2 separate regions of the Rattus norvegicus genome follow, and region 1 is linked to region 2. The links are chromatin contacts, called in public Hi-C maps. All regions are on one chromosome and are shown on one strand. The core of a region is the stretch at or near the end of the contact, and the rest is flanking DNA. Distances in the headings are between cores, read along the strand shown.

Region 1 (5,370 bases), core at 1,164-3,663, 130 kb after region 2:
AGAAGAGATAATTCTCAAGGACAAACAAAGTTGGATGGAGACCTCAATGTCTTCACGAAGAGAGGTACAGAAATATTTTTAAGTGGGTGTAATGCCTCTGTCTGTGATATTGAAAATGTTCTGAAAACTAATATTGTCTACAGTTGTCTACTTTGTAAGCACACTTGCAGTTGCTGATCTGTACACTGAAACATAAAATGATACATTTTACAGTGTGCATATATGTGTAAACACACACATTCACAACGATAAAATATTCCATTACAACATTATCTAGAAATGGACAAACTAGCATTCAATATTCTTACTACTGCTCTTCAAGTAAGTCAGTGAACAGAATCAAAGATAGCAGCAGGGCAGTGTGGTTAAAAGATCTGCTGGGCAGACCTCAGTTAGGACACTGGCTCTAACTAACACTAAGCTTATTACAGACTCAAAACAGGCCCTTACATGTAGATGCCCTTAGTAAAAGTTAAGACAGCTGTCACTGTTATTAATCTTTATTAGCTACGTAAATACAAGAAAAACGCCAGAATGTACTTCTTTACATAAATTAAAACCAACATTCATCAAACATATAAACACTAAAAAAGCTCAATAATGGGGTTGGGGATTTAGCTCAGTGGTAGAGCGCTTGCCTAGGAAGCGCAAGGCCCTGGGTTCGGTCCCCAGCTCCGAAAAAAAGAACCAAAAAAAAAAAAAAAAGCTCAATAATTAAATATTAACTAATGGTTATTAGTTAATATGATTAAGACCTCTTTTATAAGCAATCCTCAAACCAAAGATACAGGGAGCTTTGGTAACAGGAAAAGTTATTTTGGATAACAGGGAAAGTATCTCTTAACAGGTCATACACTAACTAACATAAGATGGGTGAACAAGTCTTGTAGAAAAGTTTGGGTTTGCAATCTCTGAGAGGCAACAGCAGCAAAAGTAAAAGCTAGAACTAAGAAGGGACTTACAAGAGTGAAGGAATACAAAAATCCCACTGAGCTCCCACTGAGGCTAGACCAGAGGGCTCTGGGTAGACAGAAAACAGAACCCACAGTCCAGCCAAGACAGGGCTATAGACAGGTGATTCTAATGTTCACTGTAGGATGAATTAATCTAAAATTCATAAGCACATTTCAAGGAAAAAAAATCAAGATTTACACTTAAGGATTTTTTTGCAGCATACTGTGTTTGGGGTGGGGGTGGGGATTAGAAGAAATCTACAAGTTCAAAGAGTAAATAGTTGTTGTTCATGACTTCTAATAAAGCACTAAGTGGCTTTTAAAACCCTGTTAATTAAAAGGTTTCAAGTTATGGGGGGAAAGCTAAAATTATACAACCTTAGAAAGTTAATAGCGCAGATAGTACAAGCTTCCCTAATTTGCTTAATTTTAATATGATAAATTAATGTAAAGACCAGAAAAGTGGTAAAACATGAAATATTTCTAGCCTAGTATTGGATTAAAAGTCAATATTTGCTGAAAATAGATCCACCTAGCCTCTTGTTACTAAAAACAAAGCAAAGAAGTTTCCGTTTTGCATTCGTCTTAGTCTTAGCAACTTCAGAACAGACATGCTGTCAATGGAGTTCACTAAGTAAATATGAGTTATCACAAAAGTGGATAGATAGCAAAGAAATTAAGAAGCCTCAAAACCAAAGTGACAGCAAACTAATTTCTAAGTAGCTACAACGTGTCAGGCACATTGCTGTTTTTAATTCTCGAGAGGTCCCTTTCTGAAAGTTCTGCTTCACGTATTTAAAAACCAAATAAGAGAGTCAAAACTGTAAAGCCAGTCACACTGTATAGCAAAAATTGACTTCAGTTCTCTGGCATCCGCGTAGGCCTGCAGAAAGCATACTTATTTCCACAGACGTAACCCCTTTTGTTCCCCTTTCACCCTAATACTTGTAAATTCCTATCTTGAAATGTAGTTATCCTCCTGTTCCAACCCACCCCTGCCCACTTTCGTGACCTCTTCCAAGCTCAGTGACAGCCAACCTAGAATTTGGGTCTTAGCATTGGGCAAAGGGCTCGCCCCTTGCCTTAACTTTGAAGCAACTTGGGTTCATTTGGCTGCAGGGGCCCAAGAATGCCATCTCACAAACAGTACCCTGGGGCGCCGGCCTGTTTAGGCTACAAAGCTTGGGGCCAGAGTAGGGGAGTCACAGCCTGGAGGGGCGGACCCGGGAAGCGCACTAAGGTGGTTTCCAGGGCAACCGAGGTCGGCCGCAGCAGGTCCCGCCCCGCCGCTCCGCCCTCGGTGGCGCGAGAGCCGGAACTTGTGGGCCCAAGTGAATCTAAGAAAAGCTGTCTGTCCGCTCACCTCGCAGCGCGTGGTGCATGCCCCCAATGCCACTGTACAGCTCCAGGACACGCAGAGGTTCCATCCTCTCGCAACCGCGACCGCGGCCTGGAAACTAGGCCTACCGGTCCAACGCTTCTTTTACTCCCCCCACGTCCTCTCCGCTCCCTTCACTTCTGGTTCCGCAGCTTTTCAGTTCCCCGCAACTGGCTGCAGATTGAGAGCAGATTTGGAGCCTGGGAGCTAGCAGGGCGAGTGAGAGGCTCCCGCTTCCTGCCGCTCCTTAGCCTGATTTGTGCTTTTTCTTCCTTGTTTTGTGTTTTCTGCGGACTTGAGTGAGAAAGAGACCCCTCAGTAGAAAGCTGAAACTGCCATTGGCTTCGAAGTAAATTACTGATTAGAATAGTCTTAAAAACAAACAAACAAACAAAAAACCCCTCGGGCTCCTTTTGTTCTTTTCAAGTCTGACCTGATCGAGCATTTCTTTGAGGAATTTTAGGCACACATCTATATGCTCCCTGGTGTTCCTGTGCTAAGAGTATGAAGTTAAATCCTACCAGGCTCTTTCCTAAAGAAAGCTCCAGAATTACAAGTGCTTAAGGCCGAGCCTTATTGGCCCATTAATAATAAAGAGGATGTTTGCTATAAATGAAAATAGGATTTATCCTATTTACCCCAGCATACGCTGGTTTTTTTTTCTTTTGTTGAAAATAGATTTTCTTCATCACATAATGTATCCTGATTACAGCTCCTCCTCCTCTACTAAAGTACCCCTAGCTCTTCCCCACCCCCATCAAGATCCACCCCCTTTCTGTCTCTCATTAGAAAACAAATGAGCTTCTATGAGATAATAAAGTAAGATAAAACAAAAACTCACACATCAGTATTGAGCAAAGCAAACAGAAGGAAAAAAAGCACAAGAAAAGGCACAAGAAAGAGAAAAACTCATTTGCGCACTCATAAAACCACTAAATTGGAAACCATAATAGGACATGCAAAGAAAAAGTAGGGGAAAAGGGAGAAGAAAATATATAGATAAAATAAAACATAAGCTAAAAATTAAAGGAGGAGGGGCCCTGACACAACATTATATGGCAAAGACTCTCCAAAGATGCTACTGACTTCATTTTCTGTCGCCCACCTACTGTTGGGCATACAGCCTACTCTTAAGAGCGGTTTGTTTTCCCAGTGATGCTCCTTTGGAGGAAACTAAATTTTCATTCGCAGGAGGTGATCAATCGGGTATCAGTTCTGAGTTAGGGATAGGACGGGTGCCCATTTCTCCTTTCAGCTCTAGGGCCCCATCTGGTGCAGGCTGCGTCAATCTCTTTGAGTTCAATGTGTGCTGATCGTGTTGATTTAAAGGGCCTTGGTTGCTTGGTGTCCTCTGTCCCCCCTGGCTCTTACACTCGTCCCATCTCTTCTTCCACGGGGTTTCCTGAGCCCTTAGGGAGGGGATTGATGGAGACATCCCATTTACCACTGAGCATTCCAAGGCCTTGCACTCTCTACATGGTGTCTGGTTGTGGGTCTCTGCATTTGTTCTGCTCTGCTACAGTTGAAAGCTTCTCTGGTGAGAGCCGAGCAAGGCACTGATCTATGAGGATAGGGGAACGTCATTAGAAGTCATTTTGGCCAAAGGGAGCCCATGGAAACTCTCAAACAACAAAGCTGTTGCCGAAACTATAAGTTGTTCTCCACAAACTGACAGCAAGTCCCCATGGCTGAAGACAACATTTATACAACTCATGGAGCATGAAGAAGTCAAGTTGGTGCCTATGTAGAGCCTCCGCCTCAGCATGCTAACCTCTTTGATCTAGGAAGTAACTGCATCCTAGCTACCAAAGGAGAAACATAACCGCCAACCCAGCCGCAAACCCTTTGATATACACTGCTGTCCTGTCTGAAAGTTGTGTTAGTGCAATGGTGGCATAAACTCTGTGAAAATAGACAAACACTGTCTAATCAGACTTAAGACTCAACTTTTTAAATGGCCAATAAGCATTGTCCTTTATGTTTTCTGTACTTGTTAGTCATGTATTTTGATAGGAAAGGGTGTTACATGATAGAAGGGTAACTTGAAACTAGGATTTAGCCTTGACATTGACAGTAACTGGTTGTGTGACTTCGAGATAACCTGATTTCTTCATCATGAAGAGGGAGAGAGAAGAGATGGTTACTGAGTGCTTTGCAGTTCCAACAAATCATTGCTGAGTTAGTATTTGATAGAGTAGGCTCTGATTTTGCCCCATGTTCAAACTGGAATGTCTAGACAGAAAGCTTTTTAAATATCTTTAAAAAATAGAGTATTTAATCCACTCAGCTTATAGAAACTACATACACACATATAATTAATGAAAAGCTTTTCTAACACTGGTTATGTCATATTAGCATTATCAATAAATATCCACATGTAAAATGTATAACTATAAATAGGGAGCTACATAATCTCAGATATTTGTATATATATTCAACAATCAATATATTAAGTCAATCTAGAGTAGTGGTTCTCTACCTTTCTACCCCGACCATAAAATTATTTTGTTGCCACTTCATAACTGTGATTTTACTATTGTTATGAATTGTGATATAAATATCTGCTATACAACCCCCAAAGGAGCCTCTGGCCCATAAGTTGAGAATTGCTGATCTTGAATTTCTTCAGCTGTAAATTAAAGTAATTATGACCAAAGATCTTACTCTGTAGGGGAAGTCAATATATACACAAACGGCAGAGCTAATGAAGATAATAGCTTCTTGGGGAAGCGGGGGAGACCAGACCTCACACAGGCTAGTGACATTCTGATGACAATATCATTCAAGTGTCTCTTCTTCATTTTATTTTTCTCTCCTTCGTCTCTGATCTAAAACCTGCTTGGCATTCCCCATAAATCCCTCCTCTTTTCTGCTTATATTGTTTGCTGTGTTCTTTGCCTTGCCTAGAAATCCTGTGGAACCCTTTTAATGGATTCCTTAGTTCAGTTCAACCACTCAGGTTGAAATGGAAACTTTCTTGTTTCTAGAACTAAACCCTATCTGTTTCCTGTGGCCCAGTTTTCACCTCACAAAAAATGT
Region 2 (5,132 bases), core at 2,409-4,908:
AACTTTGGGTTGTGGTTTAGTGACCAAAAGCTAAAATTACTTCAACTTGCAAAACTTAAACCCCTTTGTGTTTAAAGCACCCTCTACCTGGTAGATTGTAGTCAGCACTGGGTAGCTGCGAGCTGGGACCATGGTCTGATTCTGCACAAGGTCATTATGTGTTATAATACATTATAGTGCATTATTTTCCTCCCCAAAACTAAGAGCTGTGACATTTTAAATGATATAGACGGTATGTTTTCTTCCGTCTAATGGGATCTTTTCCACTCACGGAGAGCCCCAAAATGCCAGAAACCAGGGGTCTTAAAATAGCACATCGTGAGTGGTATTGGGCGGGGTAGTTAGACAAGAAGATGGCTGTGTGGAAACACTGATAAATGAAAGCTAAATGCTCTTATCCTTTGGGAAGAATGGAATGGCGCATTACAATAAACATCAAGTGGGCACATTTGAAATAAATGAAATGTCAAATAAATTAATAAACTAATTACTGCACATCGATACTTCTACTAGGAAGAGGGGGTACATCCCACCCGGCTCCTTCAATTTTAAGTCCTTCTAACATTTACATTTAATTAAATTGGATTTTTGTTTGTTAGTTTGTCTTCACACGGATGGCTAATATCACCTCCACAATCCATTCCCAAGTAAACACACCACACAAAAAGTAACAGTCACTTTGCAAAGTATACAAATACTGGTCACCATGGAAACCAGTGGTGTCTTTCTGCTCTTGATTCTGTTTTCAAGGCAGAATGTTAACCACAGGACATTCCAACAGTGACTCATAGCCCTGACCAGAAAGCTTCCTGGTTTGTGTCTGTTAAAACTATGATTTCTTCTGCTTTCGCCAAGCCTGAGATCCACTCCACAGAACCATCAAGAAGTTCTGAACTCATTTAAGGGAAACAAGAAACTACAGATGAGGCTTTGTCACCCTGAATATGAGTTCTGGTTTGTGTCGCCGCAGGTCTTTTTAAAAATAAAATACTTGAAACGATTCTCACTTTGCCATGTTAGCCATCAAACACATTTCAAATGTGATACTGTGTATCATAAGGCTGTTTGTGTTCAATAATGCCAGTTGGTCTCTTAGGAACACAGTTCATCCCAGCCCTTCTCCGGACACACAGGAAGGGAATTCACTTCCCAAACCGCCCGGCTACTTGGTTACTTCCTGCGTGTTTGACAATCTGGTTACAAACACAGAAAACATTAGTAACGTCAGATGTCAATTACAGTATGAAATGATTCACAGGCCCCTCTCAATATTAAGGGCCACAGAAGCAGGTGATATGAAATTAAAGACACATACAGTATGTCAGCAACTGACAGAGAGGACCCAGTTATTGTGGTATTAATGACTCTTAAAATTTCGCCTGTTGTTCTTAGTGTGTTTGATTATGACTTATGTGTAGGGATGCAAGTGAGACAGCATGTGGAAGTCAGAGGACAACTCTCGGAAATCCATTTTCTCCTTCTACTAAGTGGGTTCTGGATATTGAACTTAGCTTAGCATGTGTGCACTGGCCCAGTAAGATGGGTTTTGTTTTGGTTGGTTGATTTGGTTTTGTTTGTTTTTAATTTGTAATGTTACATGTAGATGTGTGTGAAGGGTGTTTGTATGGGGTCCTGTGTGTATGAGTGCATAATAGACATCAAAGGACAGTGTTCAAGAATTAATTCTCCTCTCTACCACAGTATCTAAGGATCAAACACAAGTCACCAGCTTTGTAGCACTGGTGCCTGCATTTGCTGAACCATCTCACTGGCCCTGGAGATTAAAATGCCCTAGCATTCAGACACAGTGGCATAGATCTTCAATTTCAGTACTCAGGAGGCAGAGGTCGGTGGATCTCTGTGAGTCTGAGGTTAGCTTGGTTGACCTGAGTTCCAGGACAGCCATGGCTATGTAGAAAGACCCTGTCTTTAAAAACCAACCAACCAACCAACCAACCAACCAACCAACCAACCACAAGGTCCTCTGGCTTTGTGGATACTTTCAAACCTGGAAATCACAGCCTTACTGAGTGGAGCTGTGTACAACATGTTTTCTGACCTGGGCCTCAGCAGGTCCTCCCTTCACTAAACCCAAGAACCGTTAAGGACAGAAATGTGTTCTTCAAGGGCTTCTACTTTGAGTTGTTTAATGACTCTCTTTTGTGACTTTGAAATTCTGTGACTATAATGAGTAAAAATGGTAATTAATTGGTCTGTCACATGAGAATAGATGAACAGATTGACATTCTCCTAAATCTTTTTAGCACGGGAATGTTAAAACCAAAGCAGACCTTTCAACTTCTGATTAGCACGGAATTCATTCTTTATGCATTAACTTTCCTTTTCATTTTCTTCTCTTTTTGATTCTGGAGCTCAAACCCAGAATCTTGCCACTGTAGGCATCTACCGTACCACCGAACCATTAACCACAATCAACAGTATTGTTTTTCTTATTCTCTCGAAGAGTGTCTAGAAGTAAACTTCATTTTCTCAGTTGCAGAAGATTGGATATAAGACATGGAAGGTGAATTACGCCTTTCTGGTATGATACCGTTTAAACTGGGAATTTTTCATCAAATCCTGCTATATAGAAAGCTTGGAATCCAAGGAAAACTGTTTCACGTCTGAAGCTTTTTTTTTCTTTTTTTTTTAACGTGACTGAAATAAGTTAAAGCACTTAGAGAAGAACCTGCAGGGGCCAGCAAAGATTCCTCTCTCTATATATGAAGGGAAACGCTAGTCAATACAATGAAGCTGATGAGTGATCTCTGTCCAGGAGCCCTTAGATGGGCTCTTTGAAGTCAAGCATTGATGGAAGCGACCAAGTCATTTCCTTGATGGGGCATTCATAGAAGATGGGCAGAGTTGGTCAGAGTCTGGCTACAGGGACTCTGCCTAGCACACAGTCTTGTAGAAATTACTTAACGTCTTGAACTCTATGAATGTGCATGTTTGGTATGCCATGGTACTAACAGCTTTCTGGCAAATGAGAAAACTACAAGGCGACAAGGAAATTCATTTGAAGTGTTCTTCTAATTTTTGGTCTGATATAAAGGGAACACTCCTTTTCTTTTCTTAACTAAAGAAGCCACCCAGAAGTAGCTTTGTGCAATGACATATGAGTCTAGACAGCTGAGGCTGACTCACGTTTAACACTTTACAGAACCACCATCACTGGCTGAGCAGGGAGGGAAGAAATGAATCAAGCCTGGAGATGGAGAACCCTTGCTTGCATCCTGTTGCTATGGTAACCTGGGTTTGAGTTGTGACTGCAGTCCTCCCTGACATTCTGGGTGGACAGCCAGATGCAAATCACCCTGAGTGTGGGGAGGGAAGTTAAGTATACGTGCAGGAGGTGAAGAAGTGCGGGTCCATCATGGTAGAGGATAGCCCAACAAGGGAGAGGACATCAGGAGCTGCTGAGGCTAGCACAGTGAGGTGAGAAGGCACGGGATGTGCCAAAGTAATGTGCTGTTCCTTATTTTAGTGACCTTTCTCCTCACTGTCCTATGGTGTGCCTCCTGCTGCTTAAGCCTTGGAACTCAAGAGGGCAGAAGATGCAGAATTCTTCAAACACCTGTTTATTTCTCCCCCGAAAACCACAACTGCAGAATGCCTATGGTACTGACTCATTGTATTTCCGGTGCTGTAGAAGCCAGGGTATTGTGTGGGCTGGGAAGGAACCCCACCTCTGAGCTAGAGCCCAAGCGCAGGAGTCAGCCCTCACGAATGTTGTTAATTTTACACACATGATTTTAGTAAGCATGAGAGCCTCCTAGGTCACTTTAAAATGTAAAGGCTTCGGAATGTTTCTGTAATTCTGCCAAACGAAAATCGCAGAGTAGGAGACTGATGCAGAGTCCTCATTAGGAACAGGGAAAACCCAGGGCGTGTGGGATCCGTCATTGAATTACAGAAGGTAGAGGAGCTAAATGCTGCTGAAGGCTGAGGGTGCATGACACACTCGGACAGTGCTCCACCACAGCTCTGTGGGGCCTTGGTGCCTCTCCCCAACTGAACGTGCAGCCACTCACTCACGGCACACCGGCACCGGCACCGGGGATTCACACACAGTGGCATCGGGGACTCACACACAGCAGCATTGGGGACTCACACACACCAGCATCCGGACCCACACACATGTCCTCACTACAGGAAAAGCCACGATGCCACGCACTGCCAGGGTGGGGCAAACCCACGATGCCACGTGCTGCCAGGGTGGGGCAAACCCACGATGCCACGTGCTGCCAGGGTGGGGCAGGGCATGTGAAACGCCCATCTAAAGTCAATGGTTTCCCATAATGCCAGGCTTTGCGTGCCGGCGACAGACCAGCAGACGGCCACATTCTGAGTTATTCTGAGTTATTTTGTATCACTTTGAATTAGGACTTTAGCTCACATCCAGATGGCACAGTGGCCTCTCTACGGGCTGGCTGATCTCAGCCTGCTCTTGTTGCCTTTATGGTTTTAAGTTCTGCTTTCTACGGATCAGTTCCATTAGAAGGCACAAAGGCTGATTTTCAGTCTTTTGGTTGTGTTTTTTGTTTTGTTTTCTTTCCTCTTTTTTTTTTTTTTAATCAATGCATAACCATGAATGTAGGCTAGCATTTAACTACAAAGATGTTTATCTCAGAGAGGATCCTAAACGTCTCCCAGCAGGCTGCACTGTGAAGATGAGAACTTGGAAAGTAACACACACACTAGATACGCCCCATAGAAAAATGTCATTACAGGGTAGAATGCATAAGATAATCTATGAATATTAAAATAAAATAAACATAAAAAGAGCAGGCAATGAACACCACTAAATATTCTTAGTAGTGGTGCAATTTAAATCTTTTGGTTTCCTCTAAGCTTTCCTGTTTTCTCAATCTCCTGCAATGACTATGTGTGTGTGTTTTTATTAGATAAATCTACTTTTAATACATTCTCTCTGAAGAATTATTGGCATCATAATATAAGTATGTCTTAGCTATGTTTTCCCTATGCTAGAATTACATACTCTTCTAGGCTTCCAGACACTCAGCTGGCCCCAGTAAAAATGTTCTATTTCCCACATCTCTTCTCTCGGCTCAGAATCAAGCATCAACATCTGTCTTAAAAAGTTGTTACAGAAAGTAATCAGTTCCAGC

What was found. Hi-C and Micro-C count contacts between places; a contact is called where the count stands out from the background.
Region 1: a contact with region 2 is called in a Hi-C map of the Rat2 cell line, with 3 times the contacts expected there. The contact joins the promoter of Trdmt1 here to the enhancer-like site in region 2. A contact is called at or near these places in 2 of 12 Hi-C or Micro-C datasets (the A7r5 cell line and the Rat2 cell line).

What each region holds. Positions count from the first base shown.
Region 1 is chr17:81,551,623-81,556,992 of GRCr8, forward strand. Trdmt1 (tRNA aspartic acid methyltransferase 1) reads right to left here and starts at 2,414. Exons shown (of 11, transcript NM_001031643.1): 1 at 2,317-2,414. The coding sequence starts at 2,380.
Region 2 is chr17:81,424,688-81,429,819 of GRCr8, forward strand. All of the region lies in intron 27 of Cubn (cubilin), which reads right to left. Among named protein-coding and RNA genes, the nearest start is that of Cubn, 74 kb to the right of the region's middle. Within about 2 kb of position 3,659, at least 40 of the 93 cell types and tissues checked have an H3K27ac peak or open chromatin away from gene starts, as enhancers often do. A contact at or near this core is called in the A7r5 cell line, where this site is marked.